Linked DNA regions of Mus musculus: all the other regions are linked to region 3. A link is a contact called in public Hi-C and HiChIP or PLAC-seq data. All regions are on one chromosome and are shown on one strand. Each heading gives the region's core, a stretch centred on a gene start, on an enhancer-like site or on the middle of the called end of the contact. The rest is flanking DNA. Distances are from core to core; before and after follow the strand shown. Region 1 overlaps Abcg1 (ATP binding cassette subfamily G member 1). Region 2 has its middle 18 kb from the start of Abcg1. Region 3 overlaps Ubash3a (ubiquitin associated and SH3 domain containing, A).

What was found. A called contact is a pair of places that touch in the nucleus more often than the background predicts. HiChIP or PLAC-seq counts read pairs in DNA pulled down with a chosen protein or histone mark.
Region 1: a contact with region 3 is called in a Hi-C map of CD4 T cells, with 2.1 times the contacts expected there. The contact joins two enhancer-like sites. A contact is called at or near these places in 2 of 484 Hi-C or Micro-C datasets (both in CD4 T cells), 3 of 115 datasets of contacts at active chromatin or transcription factors (the HPC-7 cell line, bone marrow-derived macrophages and effector CD8 T cells) and 2 of 9 other capture datasets (adipose tissue and liver).
Region 2: a BATF HiChIP or PLAC-seq map of CD8 T cells shows a contact between it and region 3, with 6 read pairs. The contact joins two enhancer-like sites. A contact is called at or near these places in 4 of 39 promoter capture datasets (the HPC-7 cell line, HPC-7-derived erythroid cells, embryonic stem cells and 1 more), 1 of 484 Hi-C or Micro-C datasets (olfactory sensory neurons), 3 of 115 datasets of contacts at active chromatin or transcription factors (CD8 T cells, embryonic stem cells and regulatory T cell precursor) and 4 of 9 other capture datasets (adipose tissue, embryonic stem cells, liver and 1 more).

The regions. Positions count from the first base shown.
Region 1 is chr17:31,071,462-31,075,357 of GRCm38.p6, reverse strand. The region is part of intron 2 of Abcg1 (ATP binding cassette subfamily G member 1); the gene reads right to left. Among named protein-coding and RNA genes, the nearest start is that of Abcg1, 16 kb to the right of the region's middle. Within about 2 kb of position 1,352, at least 248 of the 459 cell types and tissues checked have an H3K27ac peak or open chromatin away from gene starts, as enhancers often do. A contact at or near this core is called in the HPC-7 cell line and bone marrow-derived macrophages, where this site is marked.
Region 2 is chr17:31,038,149-31,041,870 of GRCm38.p6, reverse strand. No RefSeq gene overlaps it. Among named protein-coding and RNA genes, the nearest start is that of Abcg1, 18 kb to the left of the region's middle. Within about 2 kb of position 2,145, at least 139 of the 459 cell types and tissues checked have an H3K27ac peak or open chromatin away from gene starts, as enhancers often do. A contact at or near this core is called in CD8 T cells, the HPC-7 cell line and regulatory T cell precursor, where this site is marked.
Region 3 is chr17:31,222,547-31,226,187 of GRCm38.p6, reverse strand. The region is part of intron 6 of Ubash3a (ubiquitin associated and SH3 domain containing, A); the gene reads right to left. Among named protein-coding and RNA genes, the nearest start is that of Ubash3a, 16 kb to the right of the region's middle. Within about 2 kb of position 2,182, at least 95 of the 459 cell types and tissues checked have an H3K27ac peak or open chromatin away from gene starts, as enhancers often do. A contact at or near this core is called in CD8 T cells, the HPC-7 cell line, bone marrow-derived macrophages and 1 more, where this site is marked.

The DNA of each region.
Region 1 (3,896 bases), core at 103-2,602, 150 kb after region 3:
TAGGGACAGACACTCCTTCCTGGTGGTCCTTACAAGCCATGCTCAGCCACCTGCCCCTAATATGCTGATTAAAGAGACAAAATAATAGTGAAAGGTTGAAAAGAGAGCCTTACTCTATGTAGCCACATCGGAAAGGACAAACAGAGTTCCAGAGAGCCCCCAAGTCCACCTTTGGGGTGCTGACATGAGGCTCAAGTTTAAGTAGAGGGAAGGGTATCTATTAACTAAGTAGTCACAGTCAAATGTCTGCCCATCAAGACCCTTTATTGTCTGGGCTCTGGGCTCCTCTGCAAGGAGGTCTAACAAGTTGTCAGAGCCTGTGACCTCCAGTCCTGGGGGACAAGTTCCTCCTTGGCTTTTTCCTTCTCCCAGGCTGAGATTCCTGGGGAAATTCCAATGTCTTGCAGACTATTATTAAAGTCAGATGGCCAGTACTAGTCTCTCCAGGAAGCTCCTCAGACTACTCAGAATCCTGTGTAGCTCGAGGCTCCAAGCACCAACATCTCCATCCGGCCCTCACAAGATGGAGCTGAGGACACTTCCACAAAAGGGACCGGTGGTAATCACAAATGCACACTTCCTTCTTTTGACAGAGGTTTCTGCCCACTGCCCCCACAAACCCCCCAGGAAACAGAAGAGGTTTCTTAGTGTCAGGTGTCACTGTTACTTCCCACCACCCATCTCTAGCTTGCTTCTATCGTCTCTCTTGCAAAAAAGTGTTAACTCTACAATCACAAAATGAGGTGGAGAATCAAGCAGGAATAAAAAGAAAACAAAACAAACAAACAAACAAAAAAAAAAAACCCTGCAAGCCAGAGAAGTTACCAGCCCCAAGGGGTCTCCTTGCATTGGGCAGGAGCCCCAAAGGTTGAGCAGACCATATGTATGATAGTGCTTAGCACTTCACAGAGTGCCTAAATTAAGCTCAAAGGAGTCATCAGGCCAGCGTCTCAAGAAGGCCCTGGTCCCCAGGGAGGGCATGACAGGACACCTCCTGTTCCGTCCTGTCCTGGGCCTTCCAGTTACCTAAATGAGAGAAAACGAGCTTTTCTTACATCTGTGAGCTCACAGACTTAGCCAGAGATGCTACAAAATGCTCTCCTGGAGTTCAGCTATTATTGTGCAATCTCAGCGGTCCCCAGGATGAAGTGACTCAGTTGGGGCAGGAAAGCCCTCCGGATTCCAGCTGGCTTAGTGGATCCACAGACCCAGTCTTAAAGGAAAAATTCCAGGGTTTGGGAACCCGGCCTGGTCTTTTTCTAGAACTGGTCATAGAGAGAAGGTCTGCCTCTTATGTCTTCCGAAGATCTGAACAGGAAGCAAATAAGATCATTTCCAAGGAGTCACAGACCAGCAGTGTTTCTTGGAAAAGGGTGTGACCTAGGGCTATGAGCTCTTTGACTTTAAACAGCAGTATAGAAGCACCACCCACCCACCCACCCGCACTCGATTAGCACACACACACACAAACACACAAGTCCTATCAAAACTTCAAGGTCATAGCTAGCACACGGAGAAGGCTTCGGCATTCTGGTATCTGCTATGTTACTCCCACTCAGCCACATTCCTCAATTAAGCTTAAATAGGAAACAACCATGTGCATCAATATATTCATCCAGTAATATGTCCTGCTTCATCTGCTTCAGAGTCTTCCTGTTGGAGAAGCTCTCAATTCTGGGTGCCTTTTGGACCTGGAGCGGAGAATGTGACCCGGGGCTTTGCTCTTTATAGGAAGGTGCAGCATCGGGACCTCTTGAGCCCCCTAGAGCAGCAACATCCTCTTAGCAACAGTGCCCGGCGCGCGCGGCCAATCGCGCAGCTCCCCGCTGCCGCCAGCTGGAGGTTACTAGCGAGCATTGACCGATAGTAACCCCGGCGCGGGCGGCAGTGACAGACAGGTACACATTGCGCCTGCGCAACGGCGCACACCTGCCCCGCCCGCACCTGCACACTGGAGGAGGCCGCTCCTTGCTGCATCCCCTTCCAGTCACTGAGAATTCCTAAGAACTCCTGCAGGCAGCCTCTACCGAGCCAGCAGCCAGGGTTACTTGTGAGCAATGGAGCCGGTGTGTCCCAGCAGCCTGTAGGATGCTCACAGAACCACAGAAGGAGGGGAGGGATGCTCTAATTAATAAAAACCCGTTATGGGGCTGTAACTTGGCCAGAGCCTTCAATACCAGGCCATGTAGATGACAGTTGGCTGGAATGAACTATTCTCTCATTCATATTTATGTGTTCTCTGTGTGTGTGTGTGTGTGTGTGTGTGTGTTACTCCATCTTGGAGAATGAGCATAGGTCTTAATGTGCCCAGCAGGCAGTACACAGTTCTGGACTCCAGGTAGAGGTCAAACCTGCCTCCCTCCCCACCTCCACTGACAGTAGGCAAAAAGGTCTTTGTGTGGTACCCACAGTGTCTGTCTCCTGAGCAAGAACTTAACACCGCCCGCCCGCTGGTCTAGGCCTCCTGAAACATTTGGAGGCAGAGAATTGAAGCCCTGGGGTAATGAGACAATGTGGGAAAGGAAACAGCAAACATTAGCTATTTGTAATTGAAAATAAGCATGACTCCCTCCAAAGTGGGAGAAGAGGCATAAGACTGAGACCTCCCACAATCCATGCTGGGATGCCTGGCCCAGGGGCTTCTAGGCCAAGCCACCAGTTGCCACATGACAGATACAGAGCAGAAGATTCATGCTGCTTCTCGACTGGACTCTACCCTTACCAGTAGCAGAGAACCTTCTGGAAGGTACGCCTGCCTCTGCCCTGTGACCCACAAGTGTCACCGTGTCATGCAATCTCCAAGCAAACCTGGGCCCTCATCTCTCTAGCAGCCCAGTCACCTATAAAGGCTGCTCACCCTGATAAACTGGATTGCTGTTTGTCCCTGGTCAGTCTCTTATTCTGTGCGGTTCGTGGGCCCACTTCGAGACTAAGATCGCTTGTTCCACAGAGTTCCAGAAGCAGGAGCTGGACCAACTCAGGAAACTTATCCAAACACTGATTTTCTTAGCTCAGAGGCATTTTCTAAGAACGGATCTTGTGTGTGTGTGAGCACACTCGTGCTGTCCTGGGAGTCTCGGTTCCTAGTGACTGTGGTAATCAAACAGACTGACTTGTGGGAAGGGATAGTGCAGATGGTTGGCCCCCAACATGTGGGAGTTCAGACTAGGGCAAGCCCAAGGCTCCTGTTGGCGCCGAGATCTAGATTCTAAATATAGGTCTCAGCTGGACCTAATCACAGCCTTGATAGGCCTCCTGGCATATCTGACTTTTCACACTGAATGCCATTTGTCCCACTGCACAGAGAGGTATCTAACAACATACAGCTGGCTCAGAGGATAGTGAAACTATGGCGTTGGGTCATGTGGAACCAGCAGCCCCATCAGCCAGCCTTGGAAAAGCCCTTTTACACATTTTATCACAGGAGCAAAGCGCCGGCATCAGACATATTGGATTTGAAGGTAGCATTTCCTAGGCACAACAGGGACTTTTTTTTTTCAGCATTTGTCTCATAAAGAATGTTCCTTGTGACCATCACCTCGACCATATGTGGTGTAGTCTTAACTATTTAATCTGGCCCTTGCGGTTACCTCTTTTCCTTAAAAGAAGCCAATCTGTTGCTGCCAGAACTCAATGGGAGCAGGTGTACGGTTACTAACCACTATTTTCCTGCCAGTCTACAAACAAAAGGAACGGTTTTATGTTCAGCAAACTGTCAGCTGTCGTTATTCCTTGAAGCAGGAGAGTGGGCTTTGGTTTAAAAGGCCTTTCGTCTCAGAAGGTGGAGGTTTCTGGAAGCAAGCCCACTGCTGAGGTGCTAAACGCAAGCAGGCAGGCACCCAGGACACGGGGCAAGCATGGCAAGAATGTCCTTAGGAAATTAAACAGTGACAAGG
Region 2 (3,722 bases), core at 896-3,395, 180 kb after region 3:
TTCTGCTTGAAAGTCAAACAGTAAAACTTTAAAAAAAAAATAGGAAAAAAAATTAGGTTCCAGGGCCAGATAAATACTTAAAATTCACAAAGACAATGGCCCAGAAAATAAATAGATAAAGCGGGCTCATCTAACTGAAAACTGTTTATTCTGAAAAGATGATTTCCTGGATCAGCAGAAAGCACTTGAAAAATCTCATGGCCAGTGAAGGGCTGGGGTCAGGAATATTAAAAATCCTCAAAGTTTGGCAGTAAATTGTCACTTACATTATAAAACAAGCAAAAAAAAAAAAAAGTACCAACAGATATTTTGTGGAAGGTAGCCAGATACCAATGAGGCTAAGATGACATCCAGCCTCATTAGCCACTACAGAAATATGCATTAAAGCATAATGAGACAACAGTCCACAGCTATCTGAATGCTGGGGGTGAGGGGGACAAAAAACAAAACAAAACAAACAAACAAAACCAAAACGGAATTCCAAGAGCAACAGCCACAGGTGTGAGGATGCGAAAACCCCACTGTGCAGGCTTAGCTGGAGATGTGAACAGGGTAGCCACTCTGGGAAAGCCTGGCTGTCTCTTTATAAGTTCAAATGATTCCCAGCTAACTCAGTAACTGCACCACGGAGGCCTGGAAAGGCCTGTGTGCACAAAGCCCTGGACACCTATACTTATAGCAGGTTTGTTAGAACCAGACATTGAAATCAGCCCAGGTGTTGCTCAGAGTGACCTTAGGTTCTGGTTTACCTAGGGACTCTGTAGCAAGAACTCGGGAAACAAAACCTAGGCTGAACCAATCTGTAGAGTATTCACCTACAAAAAGTGAATCCCATGGTATAGGCTGTAACTTTCTTGAAGCGAAAGTGTTGCACAGATGGGACATCTTAGAGACTGGGCTTAAGAAAGAGATGGAGGTAGAGGGGGAGAGGATGTGACCAGAAAAGGCTAATAGGAGGAATTCTTTCAAGGTGATGTGTTTTGTCTCTAGGCTGTTGCCAAGGACAATGTTGTGGTTGTGACATTAGATCACTACTGTGCAAGAAGTCTCTGTTGAAGAAACTCGGGCAAAAGCTATACGGCTGGTTTTTTTTTTTTTTTTTTTTTTTTTCTGCTCTTTCTTAAACCTTCAGTATGAACCTAAACTGTCTCAGAAATAAAGAGAAATGTAACATCTGGGAAGTCACAGGACGGTGAGGGAGGCTCACACCCAGCCTGGGGAGAGGAGACATCACATGGTGTGTGGTTGTTAGGATAGGGTGGGGGAGCTGTTGGAAGATAGGGAAAGGCAAGTACCGGGCTAGCCAGGACCAGAAGAGGTGGGCTCCGGGTCAGGACTGAAAGCCACAAAGGTCAACAGCTAAGAAGGCCATGGTCCCAGGGGACACTGGTTGGAACGGTCCTTAACCGACTACAGGCTGTTGAGGATACTGGGTGTAATTGCTATCCCAGACAATTTCTCTGCAAGAGAACTGGACCTGTTTCTGGGACCTTTCAGGACATATGCCAACATCCCCATAGCAGGGACCCCTAGATGTCTAACTTGATTAGATCCATGCATACCACTCTAAGTACAAGGTCCTCACCCCACAGACCAAGTTCTCAGGGGCCACCTTTATCCTGATTTTCTTCAGTTTGTCCTCACCGGGCCACTGAAGTCTGTCCTTGCTTTTCTCTTGGCCATCTCTCACTGTATTTGTTGACTAAATAAAGTCCATAGAAGTTAAAATTCCCATGATTCTTTGCTGCCTAACATGAACTTACACTTTCCTTGACTGTATCTAACTAGCAATGCCACACATTTAATTTCTTTTAAAGCAAATTCATGTGGCCTTAGGCATAGACACTTCTCACGAAACTGTACTGCTGCAAAGCATCCTGCGATCCATTCTAAGACCCTGCAAGTGACCAGGGGAAGGAGCCCCTCCCATTTAGGTGGGACAGGATTTCGCTTTGCACTGCAGACATGCAAAACAAACCCCAAACCATCCCCAAGTACTCAGCTTCTGCTTTCTGTTTCTCAGAGAACGGTTTTAAATTGAGGCCCTATGCAGTCACGTGTTGAGAGGGAATTGCCTAATGGGGCTGTCTCTGCACCAGCAGGAAGGGCTGAGGTTACTTCAGGGCAGTTCTGAGGCAATCAAAACCCAGTTCACATCTTCAGAGCCACAGGATAAAATCCACCTGTGCTCTGTTGTCACATTGTCACCTAGACTGGACCGTGTATCTTAAACACGGCAGGAAGTTCTGTTTTGTTTTGTTTTGTTTTGTTTTTTTCTGAGACAGGGTTTCTCTGTATAGCCCTGGCTGTCCTGGAACTCACTTTGTAGACCAGGCTGGCCTCGAACTCAGAAATCTGCCTGCCTCTGCCTCCCAAGTGCTGGGATTAAAGGTGTGTGCCACTACTGCCCAGCAGCAGGCAGTTCTTAATACGATCTGTGGGTCTCGACCCCTTTGGGAGGGTGTCAAAAGACCCTTCCCTAGGGTTTGTGTATCAGATATTTACAATGTGATTCATAACAGTAGCAAATTATAGTTATGAAGTCGAGGTGAAATAATTTTTTGGCTTGGGGTCATCTTAGGCTTGTGTGTCTTGTGTTCTGCTGTGTAAGTTGGCTGTGAAGGATATCTGGACCACCTTAGTCCAGATGTACATTTGCGCTTCTAGGATGGGCATTGAGTTTCGTCTTTGTTTTTTTTTTTTTCAAACTCCATTCTCACTGAAACACCCTTTGCACCCGTCTTATTCAGCCTTTTCATATAAGATGTCATCATTGTTCCTAAGTATTGTGTTTTGTAAAAAGATAAAGGAGGGAAGAAATATGTCTGGTGAATGTGCAGTCAGGTGTGGGGGTAGGGGTGCCTCTATGGGCCCATGCTGAGGCATTCCTTCCCCCTGAGGGACCAGCCACATGAAGGTATAGTACAGAATAGAGTTTATGCAGGGCACGGGTAGGGGAGTTGAGAGGGTAGTAGAGGCAGAGAAAAGGGGGGCGGGCAAGCAGACCCTTTTATGAGTCAGGCACACCTGGCCGTTGCCAGGTAACTGTGGGGCAGAGCTTAGACAAAATGCTAACACTAAGTCTTCAGCTATTAGCTCTGTTCTCCAAGCCATATACTCTCTGCTGGGAAAGGGGCAGAAGCTGTCACCCATAGCCAAGTTGCCTCTCACCCACTTAGTATTGCTGTTTGCAGTGCCTTCCTCTCTCTGGGCATGAGTTCTCGGAGCTGTTCCCAAATACCAGGAACCCAGATGGTAGCTGCCGCCACCCACCACACTGAGGTCATTGACCTGTGACTCTGAGTCAGGGGGTGCCAGCCCTCTCCCATAGCCAGTTTGGGAGCCCGTGTAGGACAGAGCTGGGAGTGTGCCAACTACCACTTCCTTGAATTGGCCTGTCCACAACGAAGCTCACCAACACACCCAGTTACATAGAGAGTGAAATGTTCTTTATTTAAAAAACAAAAACAAAACTGATCTGAATTCACCTTGGTATGGCTTAGGGTTTTTTTTGTTTTTGTTTTATTTTGTTTTGTTGATATAGGGTCTCATTATGTAGCCCTGGTTGGCCCGGGAACTCTAAGTGTAGATCAGGCTAGCTTCAATCAGTAAGGATTTAATGAACAGAACTATAGTGTATACTCTATATACACTATATAAAGGAAGGAATCCATTAAGGATTGTGGTCACTGCAGTCAATTCCATATATACGAATGCAGGCT
Region 3 (3,641 bases), core at 933-3,432:
TCACACATTAGACCAGTGCTTTACCACGGACACAGATGCGAGCTCAACTCCCCACTTTGCAGCTGAGCCACAGGACATTGCTCTTGAAGGAGATGTGGAGGCTGTGAGATTTGACTTGGCCACTGTAAGCCTGGATCTCCACTAGTGACACCCGCAGTACCACTGAGCTAGTTTTGGGTGAATGTTTGGCTCGGGGTCACATGGGATCAGAGTCACTGCCATTTTCAAAGGCAATGCTCAGACAGGCTCCCCTCACAGGAGCAGACTCACCTCATTAAAGCTCAGGCCTTGCCTTGTTCTGCCCTGGGGTGCCCTGGTTATTCTGAATGTACCGAGGTCATGAATGCCAAGCGGTGACTGGTCACCAATAAAGATGGGCCTACCAAGCGTTCTGAGAGACCTCTTGGCTTCGGCCCCACCAAAGCTCTCCCATCACCGAAGCCGGAGGCATGTTTGTCTAAAGACACGTTCTTTCTGTTTATTTCTTGTCTCTGCCAGGCACTGACTTGGGTAAACAAGTGTATGGGGAACAAATTACCATGGATGTCATTCACCCTTCTCCCCCAGCTTCTGTGGGGTTCTCAGACATGCATTTCCCAGGATGCCAGATAAATCTCTTTGTTACCTTATACTGCCTTATAGCCTCTGACCCAAAACCCTATTTTAATTTTTGATATATTATACCATTAGTAAGTATCTTCTTCTTTTTTTAAAGATTGATTTATTTTATGTATATATATGTGTGTATGTATATGTATGTGTATGTATGTATATATATATATATATACATACATATACATACACACACACACATACACTGTAGCTGTTTTCAGACACAACAGAAGAGGACATCGGATCCCATTACAGATGGTTGTGAGCCACCATGTGGTTGCTGGGAATTGAACTCAGGACCTCTGAAAGAGCAGTCAGTGCTCTTAACCACTGAGCCATCTCTTCAGCTCCATTAATATCTTCTTAAAAAATTTTTTTTGAGACAGGATCTGAGGTATCCCAGGTAGGCCTTAAGCTATGTAGGCAAAGAGTGTGGGATTCCAGGTTTAGAGGACTCTGTAGATCAAACTCAGGGCCTTGTATGCACTGGGCGAGCCCTCCATTCATTGAGCTACGTGTTGATCCCTCCTCTCATTACTTTGGCCCCGATGTCTTCCCAACTTTTCTCTCCTGATGTCTCTTCTAGGTAAATACCTCATTTACTCAGTGGCATTCAAAGCAATGATCCCATCAGGATTTTGTCTGAAGTATCGTAAAACCGGAAGTGACTCTGAAGTTGACAGCTCTCTCTGACTCACTCTCCTCAACCACCCATGAGGTGCGTTTTTATTTACTCAGCCCCTTTCTGGCAGGGAACAGTTCCCCACCATCCCAGCCCGAGACTGTCTAGAGCCACTCGGCCTCACTTGCCCTGAGTCTCTCGGCAGCAGCTGTCTGCCTGACACCTGTGACCACGCTCTGGGCCATCTGTGACCTTTGTGGCGTTTTGATACAGTTCATGTGTTTAAATGTTTTATTTTACATATATGGGAGCTTTGTCTACATGTATGTCTGTGCATTGTGGTTCTGGCTGATAGCCATTGAAGCCAGAAGAAGGCATCAGATCCCTTGGGACTGGACTTCCAGATGGTTGTGAGCCACACTGTGGGTGCTGGGAATTGAACTGGGGTCCTCTAAAAGAACAGTCAGCGCTTTTAATTGCAGAGCCATTTCTCTGGTCTCAAGTATTTTTAGATTACCCATAAGTTATGGCTCTCTGTCCCTGTCATTGTGACGTGTCTTGTTTCAATTCATAACCTCTTATGGGCTCCTCCATGTGGACCTGGGCTGGAGAGATGGCTTGGCCATTAAAGGCACACACCAATAAGACGTGGACTTCATGCGTTCTTAAGCTACAGATGCCAGTGGGATAGAGTGCGGGTGTCAGTGGATCCTGGAGCTGAACTGTGACATACACTGCAGCCACTGAGAGCAGCTTTCAATGACCTGTCATGCAGAGCAGATGGAGCTAAAGCACCCTCACACAGGAAGTGTAGGCTGCTCTCGTCTTCCTGAGGGCAAAGCAGGGGTACATGTGTAACGTGGGGCCCACTGCCCAGACAGTAAAACCATTGTTATCTCCGAGTGACATCTGTGAACTTTACAGTCAGAGAGGAAGTTGAGTTTGTCTGCTAGTCATTCAACTAAAAATGCAAGCAAGAGGTTGGCGAGCACATGGGTGGCGAAGGGACAGAGGGAAGCACGTGACATTTTGTCGGGTTTTTTTTTTTTTTTCCTCTTGGACTTAGGTGTGTCACTTAGCAGTTAACTGATGCCATAGAAGTGGATGAAGTTTCTATTCACCTCTGTTCCTAGAAGGGGATTCACCTCAGTGTGTGGCATTTAAAGACAAAGTCGCTGTGTTAGTGTCTGCCCTGGGCTTACTGTCACACAGCTTCAATGACAGAACAGGTTTCATTGTCTCTCTGTCCCGGAGTGTAGGAGGTCCAAGATCAAGGCAATACAGGAGGAACTTGTGATTCATCTTGGGGACTCTGTCCTAGGCCTGGTGAGAAGCTAGTGTCTTCCCCTGTATCCTTAGTGAACTCTGATCAAAGTAAGATTGGATAAGGGACCCCTCAATTGAAAGGTCTTTCTCTAATATAAATGTTCATCAGGGCTCCAGCATATGAGTGTTTGGAGGGACACAGTTCATCCAGCAACGGCCCGCCCTTGCTGTGTGGAAGCCTCAACCTGACAGCTCGATTTGTGGGATTTGATTAGCTCTGTGGTGGGAGGTCTTCATGTGGTTGGAAGACAGCTTCAGCTTCTGTTGGGCTCTGATTCTCAGCCCCGGCCTTTCTGATCTGCAGCCGGGCTGTATACTTGTTCTGTGAAGATGGCTGAAACTGAGGTAGCGGTGGTCTGTCCCCCACAGCTATCTTCCAGTAATATGTGGTTTCCAAGTAACAAGTGGGTGGTGTTGGATTGGGACCACAGGGTCCTTAGAATCTTGCAGCCACCTGCTAGAGAGTTTACACTGGTGCTGGTGGGGGTTGTCTGTGAAGTACAATGTGTTCCAGTGCCAGCCACCTTCAGGGCTGGGGAGGTTCCTCTGAGTAGGAAGGGGCCTCTTCCCATGTGGTATGCAGATCTCTCCCTGGGTGCTTCTTGCTGTTTGTATCAAGCGTACCCTGTGTGAGTCCTGTGCCCTTGGGAGTTATATATGGAATGTATATACAACGTATAGTCTGGCCACAGGCCAACTCTCTATGCACATAGGTGTCAGTCTACATTCCCCACTGTTTAACGCTTTCATGACACATTCAGATTTGCCAGGACTTCCCTTAAGACAGTGTCATTGTGTAGCACTGGCCACCTTGGATCTCATGGAGGTCCGCCTGCCTCTGTCTCCTAAGTACTGGAATTAAGTCTGGGTGCCACTATGCCCCAATTTAAAACCTCCTTAAATGTTTAGAAGAATATTTAGCAGCTTTAAAGGCCATAGACAGCCTACTGCCAGTTCCCAGCCTATGTCACACCACAGTTAGCCTGGGGTTGGGGGACAGTGCTTGTAGTTATCCTGGTGTGTGTGTGTGGGGTGGGGGATGGGGTGTCAGATTGGGGTCGGGGAAGTGGAAGCTCATCAC